Regions from separate parts of the Sus scrofa genome. Here regions 1, 2 and 4 are each linked to region 3. Evidence: chromatin contacts called from public Hi-C and HiChIP or PLAC-seq data. All regions are on one chromosome and are shown on one strand. Each heading gives the region's core, a stretch centred on a gene start, on an enhancer-like site or on the middle of the called end of the contact. The rest is flanking DNA. Distances are from core to core; before and after follow the strand shown.

What was found. Hi-C and Micro-C count contacts between places; a contact is called where the count stands out from the background. HiChIP or PLAC-seq counts read pairs in DNA pulled down with a chosen protein or histone mark.
Region 1: a contact with region 3 is called in an H3K27ac HiChIP or PLAC-seq map of alveolar macrophages. The contact joins the enhancer-like site here to the promoter of FAM46A in region 3. A contact is called at or near these places in 1 of 5 promoter capture datasets (fetal skeletal muscle), 15 of 47 Hi-C or Micro-C datasets (alveolar macrophages, embryonic fibroblasts, epiblast stem cells and 10 more) and 2 of 2 datasets of contacts at active chromatin or transcription factors (alveolar macrophages and skeletal muscle).
Region 2: a Hi-C map of mesenteric adipose tissue shows a contact between it and region 3, with 1.8 times the contacts expected there. The contact joins the enhancer-like site here to the promoter of FAM46A in region 3. A contact is called at or near these places in 1 of 5 promoter capture datasets (fetal liver), 4 of 47 Hi-C or Micro-C datasets (fibroblasts, heart right ventricle, mesenteric adipose tissue and 1 more) and 2 of 2 datasets of contacts at active chromatin or transcription factors (alveolar macrophages and skeletal muscle).
Region 4: an H3K27ac HiChIP or PLAC-seq map of alveolar macrophages shows a contact between it and region 3. The contact joins the enhancer-like site here to the promoter of FAM46A in region 3. A contact is called at or near these places in 2 of 5 promoter capture datasets (fetal liver and liver), 8 of 47 Hi-C or Micro-C datasets (embryonic fibroblasts, fibroblasts, heart right ventricle and 4 more) and 2 of 2 datasets of contacts at active chromatin or transcription factors (alveolar macrophages and skeletal muscle).

The regions. Positions count from the first base shown.
Region 1 is chr1:84,219,236-84,222,662 of Sscrofa11.1, reverse strand. No RefSeq gene overlaps it. Among named protein-coding and RNA genes, the nearest start is that of RPL18, 160 kb to the left of the region's middle. Within about 2 kb of position 1,957, at least 7 of the 83 cell types and tissues checked have an H3K27ac peak or open chromatin away from gene starts, as enhancers often do. A contact at or near this core is called in alveolar macrophages, liver, omental adipose tissue and 2 more, where this site is marked.
Region 2 is chr1:84,239,811-84,243,181 of Sscrofa11.1, reverse strand. No RefSeq gene overlaps it. Among named protein-coding and RNA genes, the nearest start is that of RPL18, 140 kb to the left of the region's middle. Within about 2 kb of position 1,386, at least 2 of the 83 cell types and tissues checked have an H3K27ac peak or open chromatin away from gene starts, as enhancers often do. A contact at or near this core is called in mesenteric adipose tissue, where this site is marked.
Region 3 is chr1:84,542,781-84,546,295 of Sscrofa11.1, reverse strand. FAM46A (protein FAM46A) reads right to left here and starts at 1,263. Exons shown (of 3, transcript XM_013992805.2): 1 at 844-1,263; 2 at 36-600. The coding sequence starts at 563.
Region 4 is chr1:84,060,695-84,063,927 of Sscrofa11.1, reverse strand. The region is part of intron 26 of IBTK (inhibitor of Bruton tyrosine kinase); the gene reads right to left. Among named protein-coding and RNA genes, the nearest start is that of IBTK, 89 kb to the right of the region's middle. Within about 2 kb of position 1,322, at least 6 of the 83 cell types and tissues checked have an H3K27ac peak or open chromatin away from gene starts, as enhancers often do. A contact at or near this core is called in alveolar macrophages, mesenteric adipose tissue, retroperitoneal adipose tissue and 1 more, where this site is marked.

The DNA.
Region 1 (3,427 bases), core at 708-3,207, 320 kb after region 3:
AAAATATATTTGCAAAAATGCAGTGAAAGAAGTGCATAGTAAAGGACATACAGCTGAAGTTAGTGAGCTGAAAAATAAACCAAGGCAATCTCCCAAAATAGGAAATTAAAAGTAATGGAAAAAGTGAAAGAGAACTTAAAGAAATAGCATATGTCCAAAAGGTGTTTGATAAAGAGATTGCAGGAACTATGTAGAAGAAGGAGAAAAAAGAAGAGAAATGGTAGAAGAAAATTTCTCTGAGCTAGAGACAAAAATGTCATCAAATATGAAGGACCCACCAAGAGCCAAATAAAGGACAGTGGGATTTTAAGACAAAAACCTGGATACATACTCTAAAAAAAAAAGTCAACTAACCAAAGATATAAAGAAAATCCCAAAGTTTCTAGTTAGGAATACAAATTGGCTAGAAAAATAAGAATTTTTTGCAGCAATAATTGGAAAAAGCAAAAATGTTTTTTGAACATGGAATTCACATTCTACTAAATCTAAATAGCTCCTTTATCCTGTTGAAACAGATGAGGCACAAGGTAAATAAGTAAAATATTTATACTGTTAGATAGTGATCCAGCCAGGACTGGGAATGTTGCAGGAAACTTTAAGTAGTGTTATCAGGGCGGCTTCACTACAAAAGCAACATCTGAGTCAAGACCCAGAGGAGGTAAGGGGTGGCCATTCAGATGTCTGGGGCAAGCATTTTAGGAATAAGAAGGTTCATCATGTGCAAAGGCCCTGGGGCAAGTGTAATCTTGCATGTTCTAGGAACTCCAAAGATGCCAATGCAGCTGGAGTAGGGTAAAAAAGGAGGAGAGGTGACAGGAGACATTACATGGGACCTGTAGGACACTGGCGAACATCAGTTTTTACTCAGAGTGAAATAGGAAGTTATTGAAGAGTTTCATGCAGACGGGTGACATAATCTATCACTTGAGCTGATGAAGGGGGTGAAGGGAAGATTCAAGGAAACTGGGTGAAAAAGCTATGACAGTAATTAGGGCAAGAGATGAAAGAGAGAAGACCAGACCAGGATGGAAGCAGAGGAGGGGTGGAAAGTGTTCTTACTCCAAGTACACTGTGGAGATAAATCTAATAGGAATGAAGTGTGACTCCAAGGTTTTTGACCTGAGAAGCTGGAAGATAGAACTGCCATTGCCTAAGATGAAGAAGGCTGAAAGCAGACATGGAGGGGAAAGCCAAGATTTCGGCTTTGGACATGTTGTATTTGAAATTAGATGTCCGTGTGGAGTTCTAGAGAAGGATGTTGGATAGACAAAGCTGGCTTCAGGAAGAGATATGAGAGAGAGAGAGAGAGAGAGAGAGAAATGGAATGCTAGAGAGAGATTTATTTAGATATATATACACACATATATAATACATATATATGTATAAACAGATGCATACATACATATATGCATACATATGAACCATCAAGGTAGAAATGCTTTTTAAAAACATGAAGTTTCCAAAGTGAGTAGAGGTGAAAAAAGGGAAGAAATCTAAGATTTGGTTTCTAGGATGTGCCAGCATTGAGAGGTCAGAGAGATGAGACGAAAGGAGCAAACAAAAAAACTGAGAAGTAGCAACCATAGAAGTAGGCAGAAAATCAAGGGAACACCATGTCCCAGAAGCCAAAGGAAGAACATATTTCAGGGAAGAGAGAGTGATCAAAACTGCTGACCGGACAAGTAAGATGACCGCAGGATTTGGCAACATGAATGTTCTTAGTGATCTAGATAAAGTGGTTCTCTGGAAGCTTGAGAAGATATGGGGGACAGTAAGTATCAGTAAACCTTTAGAATTTTCTTGTGGCATAGCAGGTTAGGGGTCCAGCATTGTCGCTTGTCACTGCAGCAGCTCTGGTTGCTGCTGTGGAGCAAGTTCAATCCTTGACCCAGGAAATTCCACATGCCTCTGGGGAAAAAAAAAAGGATGACATAGAGGGTGGCTGAAGGGGGAACTGAGGTCAAGAAAGAATTTTTTTTAAGTTATGAAATATAACTTCCTCTTTGAAGGTTAACAGAAAGATCCAGTAGGGAGGGGGAAATTAACTTGAAGCAGGAATGAAAAAGGAAATTGCTGGAGCAGTGTCCTCGAATATGCAAAAGGGGATGGGATTGGAGGCAGAATGAGAGAAGCTGGGCTTGGCTGGGAGTATAGAGAATTCAGCAGAGACAAAAGGAGCAAAGCCTACTTAAGAGGGTAAAGAGGCAGGGAGTGAGGAGATGCAGTGATGGGAACTTATGGAAGTCTTCAGACTGTGGTTTTCTCAGGACCATCTACCTGAGAATTAAGACTGTACTTTCAGGGATCATTTCCATCTATTTGAGAATGAGGATGGCAGTGATGAAAAGAGGAAAAAGTCACATGTATGTATGACTAAGGAAAGACCAAAGCTAGAAAGAAACATCATTTCAATCCTGATGCTTAAAATAATCTCCTTTAATGAACTCAATCGGGAGGGTGTTTGTTTGTTTGTGTTAAAACTTACATTTCCAGAATTCCTTTCATGACTCAGCGGAAATGAATCTGACTAGCATCCATGAGGATGCAAGTTTGATCCCTGGCCTTGCTCAGTGAGTTAAGGATCCGGCATTGCATCAAGCTGTGGTGTAGGTCACAGACACAGCTCGGATCTGGCGTGGCTGTGGCTGTGGCATAGGCCAGCAGCTATAGCTCCGATTCGACCCCTAGCCTGGGAACGTCCATGTGACACGGGTGCAGCCCTAAAAAGACAAAAACAAACAAAAAACCTTATATTTCCTTTTTTGTAGGTTTAATTACACTACTTGCTTCCAAGGTGACACATTACATACATGGTGATATAGTGATATACAGAGAGAATAACATATATATATATATAAACTTAATATATGTATATATAAAATGATATTAATTTGTTTCAACATAGAAACTATATATAAAAAAACTGAAGACAGGAGTTCCCATTATGGTTCAGCAGGTTAGAAACCCAACCAGTGTTCATGAGGATGCGAGTTTGATCCCTGATCATTCAGTGGGTTAAGGATTTGGTGTTGCCACAAGCTGCAGCATAGGCCACAGATGTGGCTGAGATACAGCATTGCTATGGCTGTGGTGTAGGGCATTAGCTGCAGCTCTGATTCAACACCTAGCCTGGGAACTTCCACATGCAGGTGCAGCCACAAAAAGAAAAAAAAAAAATTTAAGAAAATATAATTAAAGAATATAATGGAAATATTATAAACCTTGAAAATGAAAAAACAATATAATAAATAGGCTCTGGGGCAAGGAAATGAGGTGGAAGTGTGCTAAAACCCTCATCTGTGTGCAGTTAATAGGTGCTGTGTAGAATTTTTATATCAATATGCAGTCCTAATGACAAGTATCAGAAAAAACTATGGATAATAATACAACACATTTGGGAAACAGAAGGAAAGGTTAAGTGGGCTAG
Region 2 (3,371 bases), core at 137-2,636, 300 kb after region 3:
TCAAGAATGGCAAAAAAAAAAAAAAAAAAAAAAAAAAAAATGCCCAAGGAGAGTGGAAAAATTTTAGGAAAAGCTGCCTTGGAAATACATTTAAGAAACATCATACAGAGTTGTTAGCCCTGAGGGTTCCCTGGGGAGGGCTTTGAGAATTGGAGGAGGTTCAGTCAATGTGGATTGTGACTTCCTTCATCCAGCAGCCGTGGAATTTGTTAGACAGTTACCAGCAAAGGTCACAGAGCAAGGGACTTCAGATCATCAGTGAGAAAAACCCAGTTGGTAACAAAAATAGCCAGCATTTCACAATTAGTTGTTTAGTAACTGTCTCTCCCACTTAAGCAAGCCCCATGAGGGCAGGGGGTACAGTGTCCAGCTCAGTTAGAGCAGGCTCTCAATAAATAGTTGCCAAAGCATAGAAGAGAGAAAAGGAAGGACAAAGAAGTGAATTAGAAAATAGGAGAGGGCGGTGGGACTTTTAGAGCTTTTTTTTAGCATCAGTGTTAAAGTTATTTGGAAGAACATCCACTTTATCAAAGGATAAACACCCACCACACATTTAGAGCACAAAATAATGTTCTGTTGACTGTTTTCCAATCTCATTTACTTTAGAAGATGTTAAAAGCATGTCTATTGCACACTAGTTAGAGAAAAATCATACAGGGTAGTCAATAAAGTGTCCATAAATAAAGTGTCCATAAAGTTTTCATTCTCAAGAGGATGTGAAGTCTGTGTCTTTCAGCAACAGAAGATTAATCCAGAGGTCTTTTGGTTAAAATAATGAGGAAAATGGCACAATTTGCTCTAATTACCAAGATGTTCAAAAATAAATCTGTCTCACCAGATCTTTGAGAAATGTCTGACAGCTACTAAAGCAATCCCAAGTGCTGGAGAAAATGTATTTCTGCCTATCAAATATGTTCCTAGATAATTCTTTAAGAAAAATTGTATTACATATTCACGTGACGGGCCATTTGCATAAAGGGAGAGTCCAGTGAGTGATTTTTTTTAATGTTCTTTAGTCAAGTTTGTGACCACAAAATAGAAATTTTAAAATGATCAGAAATTATATAGGTATTCAAAGCCCTGTCCAGGCCAGAAGAAGTCCTGTTTAATAGGCAAGGGGTCTAGGAGTAACCACAGGAGCAAGGACATCATAGGGGTACTTCAGAGTTTTATTGGGCACCATCCATTTCCCAAGGTTCACATCTTCCAGAATTTTCTGGAGCCCAAATGCTATTTCTTTTGATTTATCCCCTAGTTCTAGAGTCTCCCTGGAAAGATCTCTGGAATATGCAACTCTAATGGGTAGCTTTGAACCATCTGGTCCACAATTTGACACTAACAGATTCAAGAGAAATCATGTAAACACACAATGGTGACTTAAAAAAACACCAACAGGCTCAATCCTAGTCCACTTCCTAGATTAAGGAATGGAGGCACAACCTTTGCCTTGCTCATCATCTTGGCTCTCCCACTACAGGACACCTTCATCTAATCTGGCCAGAATTAAAGACTTAGATACTCTGCCCATCACTCTGGTCATGGTGGAACTTAGGCTACGGTAACAAAAGGCTGACCGCCTAAGAGCCTCCTTTGTTGTTTAAGTCATGTCCCTGCTCACATAACAGAGTTCACCTAACAACACCCTGCCTCTGAGCTCCCCTTCCTCAACTCTCTCCATGGGACTTCAGTATTCATTCTGATGCCTTTCTGGGATCCTAGCTCCCCTGAAAGGCTTGCCGTCCTGCCTTGATGTTTCCAAGAGTAGATCCTGGGGTAGCAGAAATCTGAGCCTAAACATCTGCCATGTGTCCACATTGCGCACTGCCTACCTGCACTTTGCACAGTGTCTGGCACAAAACAAATATTTGTTGAATTGAAGCATGACTTTCTCTGGTTCCCTGGCACCAACACCAGCTATTTGCCTGAAGAGTGTCTGAGGTCTGCATCTTCCCACCCACCCTCCATGCTGTTCTTTGCTCGCCCAGCCACAGCTCCAGTGTGGAGAGTTTGGTGTCAGAGTTTTTTTGGTTGTTTTTTATTTTTTGTCTTTTTAGGATTGCACCCGCAGCATATGGAGTTTCCCAGATTAGGGGTCGAAATGGAGCTACAGCTGCCAGCCTACACCACAGCCACAGCAACAGGGGATCCGAGCCTTGTCTGTGACCTACACCATAGCCCATGGCAACACCGGATCCTTAACCCATTGAGCAAGGCCAGGGATCGAACCCATGTCCTCATGGATACTAGTTGAATTCAGTACTGCTGAGCCATGATGGGAACCCCTAGTGTCAGGTTTTAATCACCTGGCTGTCACATCCTACTTTAAGTGACAGGCAGACTTGGCCAATAATTTCCCAAATATGACAAGGACAATCTATTCTGGGTCCAGTGCCTCCTATAGATACCTTACCATTCACAAAGCACATATTTTGAACTTGAGTTCCTAAGTCAACTAAAATTGTATGTGATGCTCCTTAAACAGTTAAGTCCTGCCTAGGTACTTTGCCATACTATACATGGAATTTCCTTTCTCTAGTGTGGTATGTGGTCCCACAAATAGTGCACACAACAGCCTATAACTTAGATTTTGGTATTGACCTACATTCTTCCCTCTTCTAAAATTATCTAGTTAAAATGTACTGGGCTGTTCCAGGACATTCTGAAACTTTATCAAGTAGAAACAAATCTTTATTTCTTGGCAAGAGAAATTTGTAGTCAACCTTGAGGAAAGGATGCTTAGAGAGACTAAAAATGACTTATCCTTGTGTCAAGTAAAAATTTAGGGAAACTTGCGTGAGAATGATAGCTGCCCACCCATAGAATGAAGTATGTATAAAAATGTTTTTATTATTTCACAATGTAAGAACTCTATGATGTAATTGTTATCAGATAAATATATATGCATAGGACTTAAGTTTAAGCTCATATCTTTGATCTTCTCAGTCAAGAAGAATAATTTTCAGCTTGTAAAGGTCAGAAGAAATAACGATAGGAGGTAAACAAAGCCAAGATAAGTTTAGAGATTATAAAGTATAATTGTGAAATAATTTAAGTCTCATGATCTAGACAAAATACATATGAATATGGGGGGATGAGGGGAAGTTTGGGGGATGCAAATGATTTCTGTGAATTAAATCTTTGAAGAGCCAGAAAAAACAAAAGAGGAATTATGGTGGTTCACATTTCCAAAGAGAAGAGACAGATTCCACAAAATATAAACCAAAAGATTTGACATGTGTTTCAAGCAAGAAGCTTGACTGAATTATTAACTTGGTTTGAGTTGACTTAGAAAATCCAGTTCAAAATGAAGGGAAAGTAGGGAAAATGGGGAATAAATCATCCCAGATTAAACTAATGGTTGGCAGAGCTAC
Region 3 (3,515 bases), core at 14-2,513:
GCCGCGGGCCCCCGGCCTCTCTCGGGTAGCTTTACCTTGAGCGTGAGTGGTGTGATCTTCTCCTTGTTCACCCCTTCGGGTAAGAAGTCCAACAGGCAGTCCAGCACGACGTCCTTCACAGTCTGAAACTCCTCTTCCCCACGCAGGTCGGCGCAGAAGATTAGGTCCAGGTCCTTGTAGCCCAAGCCGCTGTCCTGGTGCAGGACGTGGCTGGCGGCCGAGCCGTTGAGGCGCACGTCGCGGACGCCAATGCGCTTCTCGGTCAGACGCCGCCGCACCACCTTCACGATCAGGCTGGGCTGCAACTCGAGCGTGGGGAAGTTGCCGCGCCCGTGGATCGGGATGGTCTCGCTCAGGATGCCGTCCAGCCGCTGCACTTGCTCCCAGTTCAGCACGTTGCAGTGCGCCGTGGGGCTTTCGCAATAGTCCAAGCAGTGCCCGCCGCCGAAGCCGCCGCCACCGCCGCCGAAGTCGCCGCCGCTGAAGTCGCCGCCAAGGGGGATGTAGGGACCGCCAGCCAGCTCGTCCTCGGCCATGGCGAAGTACCCTTCGCCTTCCGCCATGAAATGCCCGCCGAATGCCACTTGGCCCTGGTCAGTCCTAAAAGAAAACGGGGGTGGGGGGAGCGCGGTGAGGACGCGCGGCGGCGGGGCTGAGCCGGGCCCCCGGAGGAAGGAGCGGCCCCCTCCTCGTTTCGCCTCCCGCCTCGGGAGCTCCCGGAGACGCGCCCGCCCCAGGCCCCCCAGCCCCCAGCCGCGCGCGCCGCGCCCCGCAGAACAGCCCCGCACCAAAAGTATCTCTGATGCATCTGGAAAGCGCAAGCGGGAGTCCCGTCTGTGTCACCTGGAGGCGGCCGCCCCTTCTAGGAGCGCGGCGATGGAGGAACTGCGAGGCGGCAACACTTCCAGGAGCCGCGAAGACGCTCCCGGCAGTGGCGAGCGACTTAGTCCTTTCCAGACCCCTGCCGCCTGCGCCGGCCACTCCCGCCCCTCGACCCCGCCCGCGCCTCAGCCGCGGTGGTCCCAGAGGTGGCGGCTCCTGCTGTCGCTGCCGCCGCCGCACACGCTCCTGTCTCTGGAGCTTTAGCAGTTGTGCGGGCGAAAGGTCTCCAGTACTTTTTTTATACCGTGGCCGCTTGGCGCTTCCGGGGCCCGGCGCCGCATGCTCGCCACACCCTCCTCATCTGCATAGGGAGCCGCCCCCGCCCGCCCAGCGCCCGCGGCGGGAGCCCAGCAGAGCCGCGCTCCTTGAGGACCGGTCCCCAGGGCGCGAAGCTGGAGGCGGTGCGTGAGTTCACTTTAGTTCCTGTAGGTAGATTTGATGTAGGGACGCCCACCCACCCACGCCTCTCTTCCTTTTCCCCAAGGAGGAGACACTTCAGATACTTCAAGAGTCCTCACTGGCCCTCAAAACCGGATCAAGGCGAAAATCGCGTAACTGCTGAAACTTCTCAAAATTCTCGCCGGATGCGGCTCGTCATCAAAGCTTAGTGACGGGGGCTCCAGAGGGTCTTCTTGACCTCCCTTTTAAACAGTGTGTGGGGTAGCACTAGAGCGGTTATGGCATTAATAAACTCGGCCTCAGTGTGAACTAAGGGGTCCACTTCCCCGTGCCAATCAGTGTCTGCGCGCAACGGGCAGGGCAGGCTCCCCGAGTTTCGTTTCTTCAAACCTCAGGCGGCGCGCCGGGCTGGGGTGAGCCAGAGGAGCGCGGGGGCGGAGCCGAGCGTGCGTCCAAGCCCAGCGCACCCGAGGCTCGCGGCGGCCGGGAGCGCGGCTCGGGCCAACGCGCGTCCCCGAGCGGACGGCCGGGCGGGCACGCTGGCCTGGAAACGCGGGGCGCAAGGGGTGGGCGGCCGCTAGGTCGCGGGGCCGGAAGCTCGGCTGAGCGTTCTTCCATCCAGAAGCTGAGGAGGTGAAGCGCGTTCCTCGCCGGCAACTAAGGTTTGCGTTGTTCAAGTGAATGCACATGTCAGGGTGAAGTGAGCGAGTTTTCCACGACCCGCGAAAGCACGAGTTTAAAGTCTGCGACCGTCCCTCCTCCACACCCACAACTCCCGGCGCCTCCGCGGCTTGAAAGGAGTGTGGCCTTACCTCCGCGGGCACTAGCGCTCGAGGCCCGCGTTTGCTAGAAAGCGCCCCCTTTCTTCCTGCCGTCAATTCTGGCCGCTCGCTACCCTTTTCCAAACTGAGAGCCACTTTCCTTCGTCTTGAGGCCACGGCGGGGACAGAGGCGGGCTGGATACTCCCGCCCATGGCCCCGCTCGACCCCAGCCGCCCGGCCTGCAAGGAAGCATAGCCCTCCCTCTCCGGGCTGGGGAGCCCGGGCCTCGTCACTAGGGCCCCGCTCCCAGCAGGAGGCGGGGAGGCGCGGGTCGGGGAGGGGGAGAACAGTCACCCGCGGAGCAGCCAGCTGCGGGGCAACGCCGCCCCCTGCTGGTGCCCTGCGGAGCTGCGCGCCTAAGCGTAGGCACCCGCTGGACCTCAGAGGGAGGCCATCATCCCTAAGCACTTGTCCCTGGGCGGGGGACTGAGAAAGGTTCGCTAGGACGACCATATAGTTTTCGTGAGCCCATCGCTTATTCCGAAGCACACTCCTGCATCCAGTCTTCCAAGCGTGAGTGCATCCATTCTACCTAGGCATTAAGAAAAATCATAGATAGGAGTTCCCATTGTGGCCCAGTGGGTTAAGGACATACCGTGGTCTCTTTTAGGATGTGGGTTCTATTCCTGTCCTTGCTCAGTGGGTTAAGGTGTTGCCAGGTGGCTGTGGCATAGGCCGCAGCTGCAACTCCAGATTTCACGGCTGACAGGGGGACTTCCATTTGCCACAGGTGTGGCAGTGAGAAGAAAACTTACGTGTTTATGTATGTATATATATTAACCACCTATCATGTGCCAGGCACCAAGCTAAGTGCTGAGGGTTTAAGAATTACTGCGTTTCACAGTCTAGTGGGCATCGCAGGCAAATATGTACTTATGGTGCATCTGTACCTTGTAACCAGCAAGGTACGAGTAAGCAACAGTGGGCTTACTGGGATCAAGGGAACTGGAAGAGAGGACCAGAGGAGATGTGTCCTTTAGATTCGATCTTGAAAGGCGGATTTTTTTCCCTTCAGTAGTTGAGTGAGAAGAAACGCACTGTCAGCAAAGGGAAGAGTGTAAGGCAAAGTTTGAGAAAGGCTGAAGAGACCACTAGGGTAAGAAATGAAATTAGTAGTGCATTCAGATGAGGTTTGCAGAGGTTCCGGGGACTTAACACTGCTGGGCTGTACTCTGGTTAGCTCTTGACATGTCTGATCTTTTTTTTTTTTTTTTTTAATGATTTTTATGTTTTCCATTATAGCTGGTTTACAGTGTTCTATCAATTTTCTACTGTACAGCAAAGTGACCCAGTTACACACGTATATACATTCTTTTTCTCATATTATTCTCCATCATGATCCATCATAAGTGACTAGGTAAGAGTTCCTAGTGCTATACAGCAGGATCTCATTGCTTATCTGTTCCAAAGAC
Region 4 (3,233 bases), core at 73-2,572, 480 kb after region 3:
TTTTATAGTTTACAGAGTACTTTCATATAAATTATATGACATGAACCTTTGTAATAAACCTATATGGTAGGCATTACTGTTCTCAATTCAGAAAGGTTCACAGAAGGCTACTGGTAAACATCAGACTAAAACTCAAATCTGTTTCATAAGATTATAACGCTACAATTCCATAAATGACTTTCAATGGAGAAAATCATCAATTATAAATTTACTCAAACAACTTGAAATCTATCAAAATTTCATCTTAGAATGAAGCAAACCAGTTAAAACAGAGCTATGATTAAATATAAAATGCCTAAGCTTTCAGATAAAAAATAATAACATTATGAAGCTTTAGGTATTTGCAACATAGAAAAAGACATCCCAATAGATAATCTGTATAAAATTTAGCCTTCTAAGAAACAACATAAAATGGCTGGCTAAAATCTTTCAAAGACTTTTGTTCAAAGTGAGGAACATTAATCTTGCCAAATTTAGACTTTAAGAGAACAACTAAATTACTTCTTGCTTATACAATTGACATTTTTAAAAAGAACTACGCATTATCCCAATTACAAAGGTTTTTATAAAAAATGGGAGCTGATATGATTTTGTCTCACACATAGTTTTTCTTACTAATTAGAAACACAAGTTCACATTTTCTGCCCAGAATTACATAAGGGGGTATTTCAGTGAAAGGAAAATGAAAGAAAACACATTAAAATGGAAAAGAACAGGAGTAACAATAAACAAACAGAAACTGCATAAATTTCTCTTTTCACATCAGTAAGTAACATTGCCATTCTTGGATATCCCTAATATTAGAGGGGGAAAAAAAATCACATTTTCTACAATTAAAACAAAAATGTGTTATTTGTGGAATTTCCTGAGAGGAATTTCCTCTCTCCCTACTATCCTGATTCCCTAAAGAATAATAAGCATTCCTGTCTTCCTGCTTTAATTCCCACTATTTTCTCTATTTGTCTCTCCTCTCTTCTTTTAATGATCCCGTCCTATGTTAGAATAAGCATTCCTATCTTCCTGCTTTAATTCCCACTATTTCTCCATTTGTTCTCCTCTCTGCTTTTAATGATCTCATTCTATGTTCAAAAGCTTGTAGCAATGAAATGGATCAGTATTTTTCTAATACTGTTCATATGGCCATAAATATAATGATTAAATATTTGGAACAGGATAGGGAAAGAGTTTATAATACTCCAGCTTGTACTCCTCAATGAGTACAAGCCCATGGTCATTTTTCCTTCTCTGAACCTCTCATATAGCACTTAGTCATACACTGCTTTGTGACTTCTTTAACACTGTTAAACTGTAATTTTATTCTTCTGTCAATGAACTTCCATGTGTGCATATGTAGACACACCACCTAGACTTCAAATACATTTAAGGCTGGGCCTGTGTATTATGTATACCCAAGAGAAGCCAGCAGAATACCATACATATACCAAATGTCACATAATTTGGTGAATTAATAAATATTTTACTTTATCTGTTATATTTTATTACTTCCTTTTAAAAAAGCTCTTATGATTACATATTTCCTATGACTAAATTAAAATGAAATCCAAGCAGTTTTCTTTCTCAGTGATCAGATGACAACACATAACTATTTAAAACATTAACTTCCACTTACCAAACACCCAAACTATGGAGAGAGCATGATCCATCATATGCTCCTTTAGCTAAAATTTCCAAAGCAGTGTAACAGCACCCTTTTCACAATTAAGAGCCCTGATGTTATAGCACACTCTAGTGATCAACTATGAAACCACAAATCCACAATATTTTAAAAGTTCCACAGAAGACATATTTATCCAAAGAAATTAAATTTTTAAAAATAATGTAAAATTTTAAAATGTTAAAATATTAAAACCAACTGAACCATTCATATCTTAAAATACATACATCTATGGCATATAACCACTACATTAAAAACAAGTTACTGGAAAGAGAGCTACAATTCTGTTTCATTTATTCATCCTCTCGTTCACCAGATGCTCACTGAGCACCCACCACCTGCTAGGTAACATTCTAATCACTGAACATACAGCTGAATATACAGACATTCCATGGGGAGTACATTCCAGGTAGCCTAGTGAATGCCAGAAACTGCAGAGTACTGAACCCTATATATACTGTTTTTCCCCTATATATACATACATATCTATGATAAAGTTTAACTTATAAATTAAATTAGGCACAGTAAGAAAGTTACCACAATGATAAAACAGAATAGTTATAACAATATATTGTAATGAAAGTTAGGTGAATGTGGTCTTTCAAAACATCTTATACAAACTTAATGTCTTTTCCACCTTAACTAAGAACTAATCATGCATGCACTTTGGCTTTTGCACATACAAAAAAGTTTGATCTGATGTGCAATAGCAAAACTATTATGAATTTCTCCTTCATAATTTTATATATGAAGAGTCATTTATGCCAAACTCCTTAGCAACCTCAACAACATACAATTTTTTTTCTCACCTTATCAGATCGAGAACTCTCCATTTTCTCACTTAAAGGAAGCAATTTATGGCTCCTCTTTGGCACATCCGAATTGCCAACATCACTATCTCTGAAGGAAACATCCGAATAAGATGGAGATATCAAGAAGGCAGAGGGAGAGTCAAATCTGCCTTAGATGTGGACAGGCAATTCAACTCTTTAGTGTAGAGCTGATAACTAAACATAGAAGCTCATGAAATATCATAGAAACAATATAAGTGAGGGAGTTCCCATCATAGCTCAGCGGAAATGAATATGACTAGCATTCATGAAGACACACATTCAATCCCTGGCCTGGCTCAGTGGGTTAAGGATCCGGTGTTGCTGTGAGCTATGGTGTAGGTCAGAGACATGGCTCAGATCCTACACTGCTGGGGCATAGGCCAGCAGCTGCTGCTCCAATTAGACCCCTAATCTGGGAACTTTTACATGCTATGGGTGCGGCCCTAAAAAGCAAAAATGTAAGTGAAATGAAAGATGACCTACTAGTGAACTGCAAGTACGATGAGTCATATAAAAAGTCCATGGTGTTGGCAATATGGAGGTCACTGCTGAACTTAACCCAGACAGCTTCAGTTTAGTAATGGGACTAGAAGCCAGAATGGATTAAGAAGTGAGGGTGCTGACAGCTCTTTTGAGAAATCTGGCTGTGAAGGAAGCAGGGAATTGGTAATAATAGGACAACTGCTAGAAGAAAGTGTGGGGGCTAAGTGAGGGATTCAATACCC